Linked DNA regions of Sus scrofa: all the other regions are linked to region 1. Evidence: chromatin contacts called from public HiChIP or PLAC-seq and promoter capture Hi-C data. All regions are on one chromosome and are shown on one strand. The core of a region is the stretch at or near the end of the contact, and the rest is flanking DNA. Distances in the headings are between cores, read along the strand shown.

Region 1 (3,255 bases), core at 409-2,908:
GCAATTAAAGCAAGGAAAATAGAAGATGTCCACCACCAGTGTGCATCTGCCCCCAGCAGGGCTGAGACTCAGCGGGAACAGTCCCAAGCCTCCAGGCTGGCTGCTGAGTCCACACTTCCTCCCGCACTGGCTGGAAAAGTGGAGAAACCCAGAGTACCCAGCCTCAGTTGCTAAGGGTGGTTCAGAGAATGAGGGCATCCCCAGAATCTGGCTTCTGCAAGCTTTCTCAGTCAGAATGGCCTTGGAAAAGACAGTGATTCTCGAGAGACCTCCGTGGAGGCCTGGCTGTTAGTCCTGCCAGAGCACTGCCATGTAGCTTCCCCGCTCTTTACGTTAAGATCTAACTTTTTTTTTTTTTTTTTTTTTTTTTTTTTTTTTTTTTTGAGTTCCCGTCGTGGCGCAGTGGTTAGCGAATCCGACTAGGAACCATGAGGTTGCGGGTTCGGTCCCTGCCCTTGCTCAGTGGGTTAACGATCCGGCGTTGCCGTGAGCTGTGGTGTAGGTCGCAGACGCGGCTCGATCCCGCGTTGCTGTGACTCTGGTGTAGGCTGGCGGCTACAGCTCCGATTCAACCCCTAGCCTGGGAACCTCCATATGCCGTGGGAGCGGCCCAAAGAAATAGCAAAAAGACAAAAAAAAAAAAAAAAGATCTAACATTTTAATTAAAGATCTTTTAAGAAGTCTCTCCTGTTCTTTCTGCCAAGCAAGAGTTTTCTGCTTCAGTGTCTTCCAAAAGGCTCAAGACACAGCTTCCCACATCCTTTCCCATAAAGTCACCTGCCCAAACGGCTCCATCCCCTCTTGGAGAAGCCCAGACCCAGTCCCGCCCTGGGTGTCCCAAGCTCTATGGCAAGCGAAGCTCTGGCCTCCCAGTTGTCCTCTGCAGAGGTCCTCAGAATGTCTTCAGACCAGCAAGACAAAAACAAGTTCCTGCAGAGGCCAAGGACGCTAGGACTCCGGAGCCCTTTGGCAACTTTCCTTTCCCGACCCAAACCACCTAGTCTGAGGCCACGCCGTTGGTTCCTTCCAGATGTGCACCCACTGCGCGGAGATTATGCAAGGCCCAAGATGAGAACCCTTCCAGGTCAGGGAAAAGCCCGAGGGACAGGGGGACCGGGGCAGAGAGACGCCTGTACCTAGGCGGGCGCGGCGAGGCGGGAATCGAAGGTCCTGCCGGGTTCCCGCCGAGCAGGAAATTCCACCTGTTGACCCGGCGCCGCGACCACAAACCGGCAGAGGAGCGGCTCCCTCGGCCGACAGAAGCGCCGCGCTACTCCCCCGGCCCCCGATTCCCCGGGCCCTGTCCTCGCCCCCCGGCCCCCGCGTGTCCCGCCCAGATGCCCGCGCCGCCAGCGCTCGCCCACCTCCGGCCGCGAACTGTACTTGAGTCCCGCGCCGAGGCCCCCGAAGCCGCCAGCGCCCCTGCGCTCCCGGTCGCTCCTCATGGTCCCGTGGGCGGTGGGGCTCAGGCCATCGCCGCGGGGTCGGGGTCGGGGCGCGGGGCGGGCCTGGTTCCGGTCGCAGGTCCAGCGCGCCGGCCGCCGAGGTTCTTACCCGGCCCTTCCTGTCGCGCGCAGGTAGTTTCAGGGTGTGGCTCCCGGCCAGCCCCGCCCGCCGCGTCGCCGCACCTTCCCCTCCACCCCCTCCACCTCCTCCCCCCAGCCCGCGGGGCTCTCGGCCACCTCCTCCCCTAGGGAACCGGGAAGCTAGGCCACTGCCTGGAGGTGGTGGAGGAGCTGGGTGGGGCGACCTGTCTGGCGGTGGCCCTCTGCCCGCACCGTGCCCCGCTCACATAACAGGCCCCCGGGAGATAGCGTGAAACTGCAGCGAAACTTGGGAGTTCCCGGCCTGGCGCTGTGGAAATGAATCCGACTAGGAACCATGAGGTTTCAGGTTCTATCCCTGGCCTCGCTCAGTGGGTTAAGGATACGGCGTTGCCCTCAGCTGTGGTGTAGGTTGCAGACGCGGCTCGGATCTGGCGTTGCTGTGGCTCTGGCCTGGGATGGCAGCGGCAGCTCGGATTAGACCCCTAGCAGGTGCGGCCCTAAAAAGACAAAACAAACAAACAAAACAGGGAAACTTTTCCCCCACCCCCGCCCTTTTCCTCGCCTAGAAGTGGCCCATCCTCCACCTGGAGTCCAGCCTTGGTTTCCCTCCCTCTCTTCCAGAGTCTTCAGTCTCTCCCCACCTTGCTCCACTTGTCCAGGTCTCAGTTCTGACCTACCCGTGGCCCAGCTTCCACCTCCAGCCACTGGCCCCCTCTCCCTCCTGGCAGGTAGCTGCCTCTCCTTCCTCCTTGTTGCTCCATGAGGGCCTCCCTGTGGCCTGCATCCGGCTCTCCCAGAGTTGCTCAACTCAGTGCCCTCTCAACTGCTCCCAGCCTCCTTCACCTATTTGCAGCATCTGATACTGATTGACCCCAGCCTCAAATGCTCACCTTCCCTGGATTCTGGTCCTCCTTTCTGGCCCCTAAATGTCAGAGTTCCCAAAGCTCTCTCTCTTTTTTTTTTCTCTACACTTTCTTGGCAACTCATCTGATGGCTTCAGGTAGGTTAAGTCCACCTTCCTAGCATTGACATGATGAGGGAGGGCCAATCCTGAATTAACAATTGCCTGGGGAGAAAAATTGCTTGGGAACTTCTCCTTTTGCTTTCTACTAGTGTTACGCATTTGCATTTAACAAATATCATTCAGTACAAGTTATATATTAAGCACCCGTTCTTGATGCTGGGAAACAAGAGCAAGCAAAATAAAAACTCCTGCTTTGGAGTTTCCTTGTGGCTCAGGAGGTTAAGGATCCCGTGTTGTCACTGCTGTGGCTCAAGTTAGATACCTGGCATGGAAACTTCCACAGGCCCCTGGCACGGCCAAAAAGAAAAAAGAAAAGAAAAGAAAAACAGCAAAAGAGAAACAATCAGCAAGGCCCAGACTCCCTTCCCAGACTTGGCCGTCTTGCACCATTTCTCCTGTTATATTATCATTCTCCTAGGCTCAAAACCTTGGAATCATCTTTGACTCTCCAACCCTCAACCCTTATATTTCCTACCTAATTTGTTCCAGACTCAGTTGAGACCTTCACTTAAGTAGCTGAGGTGTGTAAAACCCCTTTTTCCTCCCCTATTAGGAGACCCCACTTGAAGCTCTTGCACGTTGCCTGGATTAGTGTAAGAAGGAAATGCATCTCCTGCCCGCAGTTTGTGGTCCTCTAATCTCTCCTACACAGGGCAACCAGGTTACTCTTCCTAAATCACAGCA
Region 2 (3,255 bases), core at 464-2,963, 200 kb after region 1:
CTCAGCTGCCACAGGAAGCGGCATCTTCTCTGGAGCACGAGCCAGAAACACACGAGCTACACCTGCAGCCCCAGCATGAGGAGAGCGTGCTGCCAGCCCCAAGCACCCTGACAGCCGACGATATGCGCAGGGCCAAGCGCATCCGAGTAAGTGGGAAGCCAGCTCCCTCTCCTGGGTGGGCGCTGACCTTGCTGCAGGCGGCCAGCTTTGTAGGTGCCAAGCCGTTCGCCATCCACTTCTAAACCTTGCATCTGGCCTATCACACGCTCAAGCTCCTCACTTTGGAAGAAAGTATTAACTATTTCTCGGAGTCACTGTGTTCCATGGCAGGCTGGAATGGCTGGTCTTAGGTTTGACCAATTTAGCCATGGCACGGGAGCCTGGCTCTTGGCAGCTTCTGGACTGCTGTGGTTAGAGTAGGGTAGCTCTCTGGATCCCTTACTCACAGACTGGAACTGGAGAAATAAGTACATTGAGTTATAATAGTTACTTGTATTTAAGCCAGCCTAATTTGTGCCTAATCACAGTTCTCAAGTTAATTTTGGGTTTTGAATTTGGTTATTGGCGGTTTCCAAGGGATGGCTGGCAAATGCCATGACTTGTCAGTGCAAAGGAACCGTGTCTAGGTTGATAGGGCAGGTGCAGCCCACACACTGAGGCAGCTCAGAGCTAACCATCAAGTTTAGGGGTAGGGCAGTGACCTACGTGACCTACGTCTTGACTTTAGACCCTGTGGCTGCAGGGCCTGTCTGGCTGCTGGGCCAGGTGTGTTTTATCCCCATGTCACTCATAGCCTCGAGTGTGAGTTAGAACCTGCAGGGGATGAGTGTGGAGAGCAACGTGGTTTTATGGGATGAGCGCCCTTGCTGACAATTTACATCCAGAAAACAGTCACTTCAACCCATGTTTGTGGCAGCAGGGCGTTTCAAGCCTTTCCTTTGTCCTTCATGTGTGGATGAGAGAGACTTTTTGTATAACTTCCCAGTTTCTAGATGGTTGATCATTTTAGTTTATGTTTCTTGGGTCTTCTCATTTGCCTGTAGGCTAGAAGGGATCTTGAACAGCCGAATAGTCCATCCCTTCATGTAAAAATGCATTTAAACGTTTGTACCGTGTGACAGGATGGAAGAGCCCTGAGCACACCGAGGCCTTTAGCAGGGTCCTGACATGGAAACTTTGAAAATGTGTGCCTCCATGTATGTCATTTCAAAAGAATGTGTAAACACATACAGACCAGAAAGGCAGAAAGCTATGAATACCTTCCATTCATCATGCTACAAGATTTCCCAATCTGCATTGCACCCTCTTATGCAAATAACTGTCTTTTCTGCTTTGGCCATTCTGATTTTTCATTGAGTCCAGAGAAATGCTTGCTAGATTTAATTTTTTTGAAGGAAAACAACTAAAGTCCACATGTGCAAGGGTAGTGTAGCCATGCTGGTACTTGTGCTCTAGTACAAAGTTCCTTGTGTCACAGCCAAAGCCACGTGCATGTGGCTTTTGGAGGTCAGTCTTAGGTGAGCTATTTTTTTTTTTTTTCCTCTCACACATTCTAAAAAGCAGGGCTATGTATTTTTTCATCTTTTCTATCCAGATTGGTAATGACCAACTGAAGGGAAGCCTTCCAACCCCATTGGTAATGTAACTATTTTTCTCTCCTCTAATGCTGCCTGCTCAGTTGGAGCTGCAGGTAGGTTTTTTTCCTGTGTTTCACTCACATAACAGAATGTTATTTAAGTGTTTGCCTGACCTGCTGTTCTTTGCAACCTGTACTTACTAAATCCTGGTGGAAACGACAATTTGGTTGCTATAAACGCAAATTAGTTAATGAATACCAATAATGTATTTCCAAATAGGAAGCGAGTTAAACCGTGGGCTGCAATTTGCACATACACACAACACATGGTAGGACTAAGTGATCTGCAAGGTCCCTTCCAGCTCTGAAACAACCGAAAGACTTTTGCAGTGGCTCTGAGTTCATACTGTATGTGTAGCACTGCCGAAACCCAGTAGCATTTTCACTGGAGTCCTTTCCCCTGGGATCTTGCAGTCTAATTTGACAGACGATGTTAATGTAAGATGGGTCACAGTGAAGTGCTAAATTTAAAGGAAAAGCCTATAATCGCTATAGGAAGTTGGAAGAGTGAAAGGCCAAAGAAAGATGGAGTTGGGGAATAATTCATTGGTGATGTAAATCTTAAACTTGTCCTTGAAAGAGAGACAGGAGGAAGGTAGACCATTTCAGAGGAGGGCAGCCATGGCATCAAAGGCTGAGACACAGGAATGTGCTTGATGTGGTTACGGGACTGTGCACACGCTGGCCTGACCCTCGCACAGATGCCACTTGGAGGATAGTGGAGAGGAAGGTATGTTGGGTGGGGCTCCTGCACCAAAGCTTTTGAAAACTGAGCAGAAAGCAGGCCAGAGAAAAATTGCTTAAAAAAAAAAAAAAAAAAGAAAAGAAACATTGATATCCTAGATCAAAATAATAAAAAATCAGATCAATAATTTAGGTTCCTAAATACAAAACATTTTTTTAAAAATTAAAAAAAAATCAGATTCCTTTAGCTCTTAATATCATATTTTAGAAACATTTTAATGGTTTTTGTCTGCAAAGAATTTGTTGTCACAGAATTCATTTCTTTCTTTCTTTTTTTTTTTTTTTAAGGGCTGCACTCATGGCATATGAAGTTCCCAGGCTAGGGGTCAAATCAGAGCTGCAGCTGCCGGCCTATGCCACAGCCATGACAATACCAGATTCGAGCCAAATATGTGACCTACACCATAGCTCATGGCAAGGCTGGCTTCTTAACCCACTGAGAGGGGACAGATTGAACCTGAGTCCTTATGGATACTAGTTGGGTTCATCACTGCTGAGCCACAGCAGACGCTCTATCTCAGAATTCATTTCAGTGAATTTCTCATCACATGTTTTAGCAACTATGCCATTTTGGCACCTTTATTTATTTATTTTTTATGGCTGCACCCACAGCATTTAGTAGTTCCCGAGCCAGGGACTGAATCCGAGCTGCAGCTGTGACTTATGTCACAGTTGCGGCAATGCCAGATCCTTTAACCCACCACGCTGGGCTGGGGATCAAACCTGCACCTCCGCAGTGACCCAAGCCACAGCAGTCAGATTCTAAACTACTGCGTCACAGTGGGAACTCCTTGGCACTTTAGCGTAGCTTATGTACCGTCCAGTATGTAGTGGTTGGCTGACAACAGCTCTGAGACCCATCTCTGCTGCTTCCA
Region 3 (3,255 bases), core at 266-2,765, 140 kb after region 1:
AGTGCCATAGCAGTGACTCGCTGCAGCCGGATTCTTAACCCACTGTGCCAGGGCAGGAACTCCTCCAGTTTTATAAATAAATAAAACAGCAAAAGGAATATTATTGAATAAATTTTACATCCTCCTCTCCTTCACCCACGTTGTTTTCTATTGTTTTGCTTAATTGTACTTTTTTTTTTTTGTTGGTTAGCCAGTAGTTTAGCAATTTTGCATGTTTTATCGCCGTTAACACTTTTTTTTTGTCTTTTTTTTTTTGTCTTTCTAGGGCCTCACTGGCATATGGAGGTTCCCAAGCTAGGGCTCCAGTCGGAGCTGTAGCCACCAGCCTACACCAGAGCCACAGCAACGCTGGATCCGAGCCTTGTCTGCGACCTACACCACAGCTCACTGCAACGCCAGGTCCTTAACCCATTGAGCAAGGCCAGGGATTGAACCAGCATCCTCATGATGCTACTCGGGTTCGTTAACCTCTGAGCCACCAAGGAAACTCCTATCGCCGTTAACACTTTTATCCGTTTAGATTCTAGTGTGCTAAGTATTTTACATGTAAATCCCACTTAGTCTTCTAAACAACATAGCAAGGTAGATGTCATGGATGGGATAATTGTTCCCTGTACGTGGAAAGGCTCTAGGTCTCTTCAAGTTCTAGCTGCTATTCATATTAGGGGTGGGGAACTAGAGCTGGTGTTTTATTGTAGAGTCTGAGCTCATTTCTCTGCACTTGGCTCCTTTGCAGAGGCAGTTTTGAGGGACGGTACGATGTGGGAGCCTGAGGTTAAGAAAACAGAGCTAAGTCTTTGGTTAACCAGTGTTTCGTAACACTTCATGTTTGTGAAATTTTTCAGAATGGTAAAAGGAAAGGAGAGACTCAGACCGGCGCTCCCTGGGTCTGCAGGGTTGAGTTTAGACGCCGTGGGCCGGCTCCGCTCGGGTCCCGCTCGTGGCGTGGATTTGGCAGCAGAGGCCGGAGCAGGCGGGCGTGCGCTTGGCCCACCGTGTCCCGGGATGCAGCTCTCAGGGCTAGGGCTCTCGGGTGCGTGCGGGGAAGGCTTGACACCCGACAGACTTGCAGTCCCTCCTCCCACTTGGGGCACTGAGGCTGGCGAGCTGCCACCCGAAGAACAGAGGCTGGAACTCTCCCACCTGGGCCACGGCGGGTCCCGGTGAGCTGTCTTGACCCTGAATCCGAAGAGTCGGCTCTTCTGATTGGCTTAGAGCACAAACGCAGGCGAACGCTGCCCGAAACCCGCTCTTTGATTGGATTTTAAACGAACAGCAGAGCACGAAATAAAGAGGCCTTCAGCCATTGGGCCATTGTGTGAATCTCCTTTTGGCTTCTCCACCGACTGAATAAGCGTCTCAGGATCTTCGTCATGAGTCTTAAATCTGGGCCTGTCAGTTCGCCCCAGCGTTACTCGTCTTTCGGCAGGGCAAGGAGTTTACAGAGTTCAACCAATCATATAACGCCGAGATCAGGTTGCCAGGCAGATTATGCTAATGAAGCCCCGCCTTTTATGCTGCTCCCACTCTGCGGCGGGAAGAACCACCTGGAGGTGGCGGGGGGGTTTGATTTCCATCACCCCTAGGGAGAGAGGATCGGGGACCCGCTGATCTACCAGCTCCCCTCACCCAACGTCGTGTAAGTACCTAAAGGATTAAGGGAACCGGATAAGCCAGCGTCCAGAGTACCCCATCGACTGGGAGGGTGTTTCGTCTTTGCTTAGTCCCACCCAAAATGGCGCCAAGCTCTTTCCGCGTCTCAGAGCCCGGCCGGGGCCAACCGACCGCGGACCCGGGTGGGGGGGGAGCTTGGTGATGGTGGTGGGGGGGAGAAATCCCGGCGGCACCGCCCGATGGTACAGTCCAGCCGGGGCTGGGACAAGGCACCTCACTCGGGGTGGGGGGTCAAACCATCTGCACCTTCCAAGGGGAAAGGGGCAAAATCCCCTACCCGAGCCCCTCCTGGCGCTGTGTTCAGCCATGGCTCCGGCGCCTCTTCGCCCTGCCTTCCCCGCGCGCAGCCTCCCCCCTGCGACCCCCGAGCGGCTCGCACGCTCCGCCGGCCGCGCGCACCTCTCCTCCCCTGCCCGCGTTGGTTGGGCCGGGACGGCGGTTGGGCGCCCTGCACGCTTCTGCGGCGGCGGTTGGGCGGGCGCTTGGGGTGCGGCGGGCGCTCGGGGTGCAGCAGGCGGTCTCAGCTGGCGGGCGCGGGGGCGGCGGCGCGGCGTTGGACTAGGGGCCGGCGGGCTCAGTGGTCTGGGTTCCCTGCTTTGTCTCGGGAGGCCGCGCCACCGTCTTGCCATTGATTGTTGGCTCCTAGTTCCTTATGCACAAGTTGGCGTCCCGGGACCCGGCGAGGGATGGATGGCCCGTTTGGGGCATTCTTGGTGGACAGTGTTCGCGGTGGGCAGGGCGCAGGCCGAGGTCCACCTCTGCTCTGGGGCGGCGGGGACGGGTGCGGAGGCTTGAGCCACAGGCCTTTGGGAAGCGGGTTGGCGGTACTGAGTTGCCAGCCTATCGTCAGCTTTGCTTAAGCACTTTTTAGCCTGTGGCCACATCTCGGGTGCTCTGCTAAGTCAAGTGAACGCAGATTTGTCGAATTTTGTGTGCGTTCGTGCTTAGCCTTGTTTGGCGGGTTGGTTGGGTTCCGATCAATTTTCAGTCAATGTTTGTGTACGTTTAAGCACAAGGCTGGCTCCTTCTAGGTCTGAAGTCGAGGATCAAGCTTGAGAGGGTTCGCACCCAGCTGGGCCATGTGCCATTCGAAGCCTATTCAAATCTTGCCCGGCTGGTCGTCCCCCAAAGTTCTTTAAACTCAGAAGCACTTCATAAAAAACAAATCACTCGTGAGGGTTTGCGGCCTCTTTTTCTGACGCATTCCTTTGTTTCTCCACCTTTTGCTGTAAGCTCTTTGAAGGCAGGAAGGTGTACTGTGTGTGTTTTTGGTACACTGCCCACTCCACCCCCAGCACCGCAAGCGCTTCTGTGTTGAGGAACTGTACTTATATGATGTTCTAAATTGAAAAAAACTAAATTAAAAAAGATCGAGGCAAGCTCTGCTTAAAGCAATGTTGATTCAACCTGATACGTTTACAAAGTAACTTCTGGGCTTTTTTTTTTTTTTTCCTTCTTTCTTTATAGGGCCGCACCTGCTGCATATGGAAGTTCTCAGGCAGGGGTCTAATTGGAGCTGCAGCTGCCAGCCTATACGCCACAGCATTGCCAGATCCTAGTCGTGTCTGCGACCTTCGCCAC

The links. Promoter capture Hi-C pulls out the DNA fragments that hold promoters and counts their contacts. HiChIP or PLAC-seq counts read pairs in DNA pulled down with a chosen protein or histone mark.
Region 2: a contact with region 1 is called in a promoter capture Hi-C map of fetal liver, with 4 times the contacts expected there. The contact joins the enhancer-like site here to the promoter of ST14 in region 1. A contact is called at or near these places in 1 of 5 promoter capture datasets (fetal liver) and 12 of 47 Hi-C or Micro-C datasets (blood, brain, embryonic fibroblasts and 6 more).
Region 3: a contact with region 1 is called in an H3K27ac HiChIP or PLAC-seq map of alveolar macrophages. The contact joins the promoter of PRDM10 here to the promoter of ST14 in region 1.

What each region holds. Positions count from the first base shown.
Region 1 is chr9:56,886,649-56,889,903 of Sscrofa11.1, reverse strand. It overlaps ST14 (suppressor of tumorigenicity 14 protein), which reads right to left and starts at 1,658. Exons shown (of 19, transcript XM_005667512.3): 1 at 1,365-1,658. The coding sequence starts at 1,445.
Region 2 is chr9:56,683,554-56,686,808 of Sscrofa11.1, reverse strand. PRDM10 (PR domain zinc finger protein 10) reads left to right here. Exons shown (of 22, transcript XM_013979568.2): 11 at 1-146. Among named protein-coding and RNA genes, the nearest start is that of NFRKB, 29 kb to the right of the region's middle. Within about 2 kb of position 1,713, at least 9 of the 83 cell types and tissues checked have an H3K27ac peak or open chromatin away from gene starts, as enhancers often do. A contact at or near this core is called in fetal liver, where this site is marked.
Region 3 is chr9:56,747,747-56,751,001 of Sscrofa11.1, reverse strand. It overlaps PRDM10 (PR domain zinc finger protein 10), which reads left to right and starts at 1,515. Exons shown (of 22, transcript XM_013979568.2): 1 at 1,515-1,639.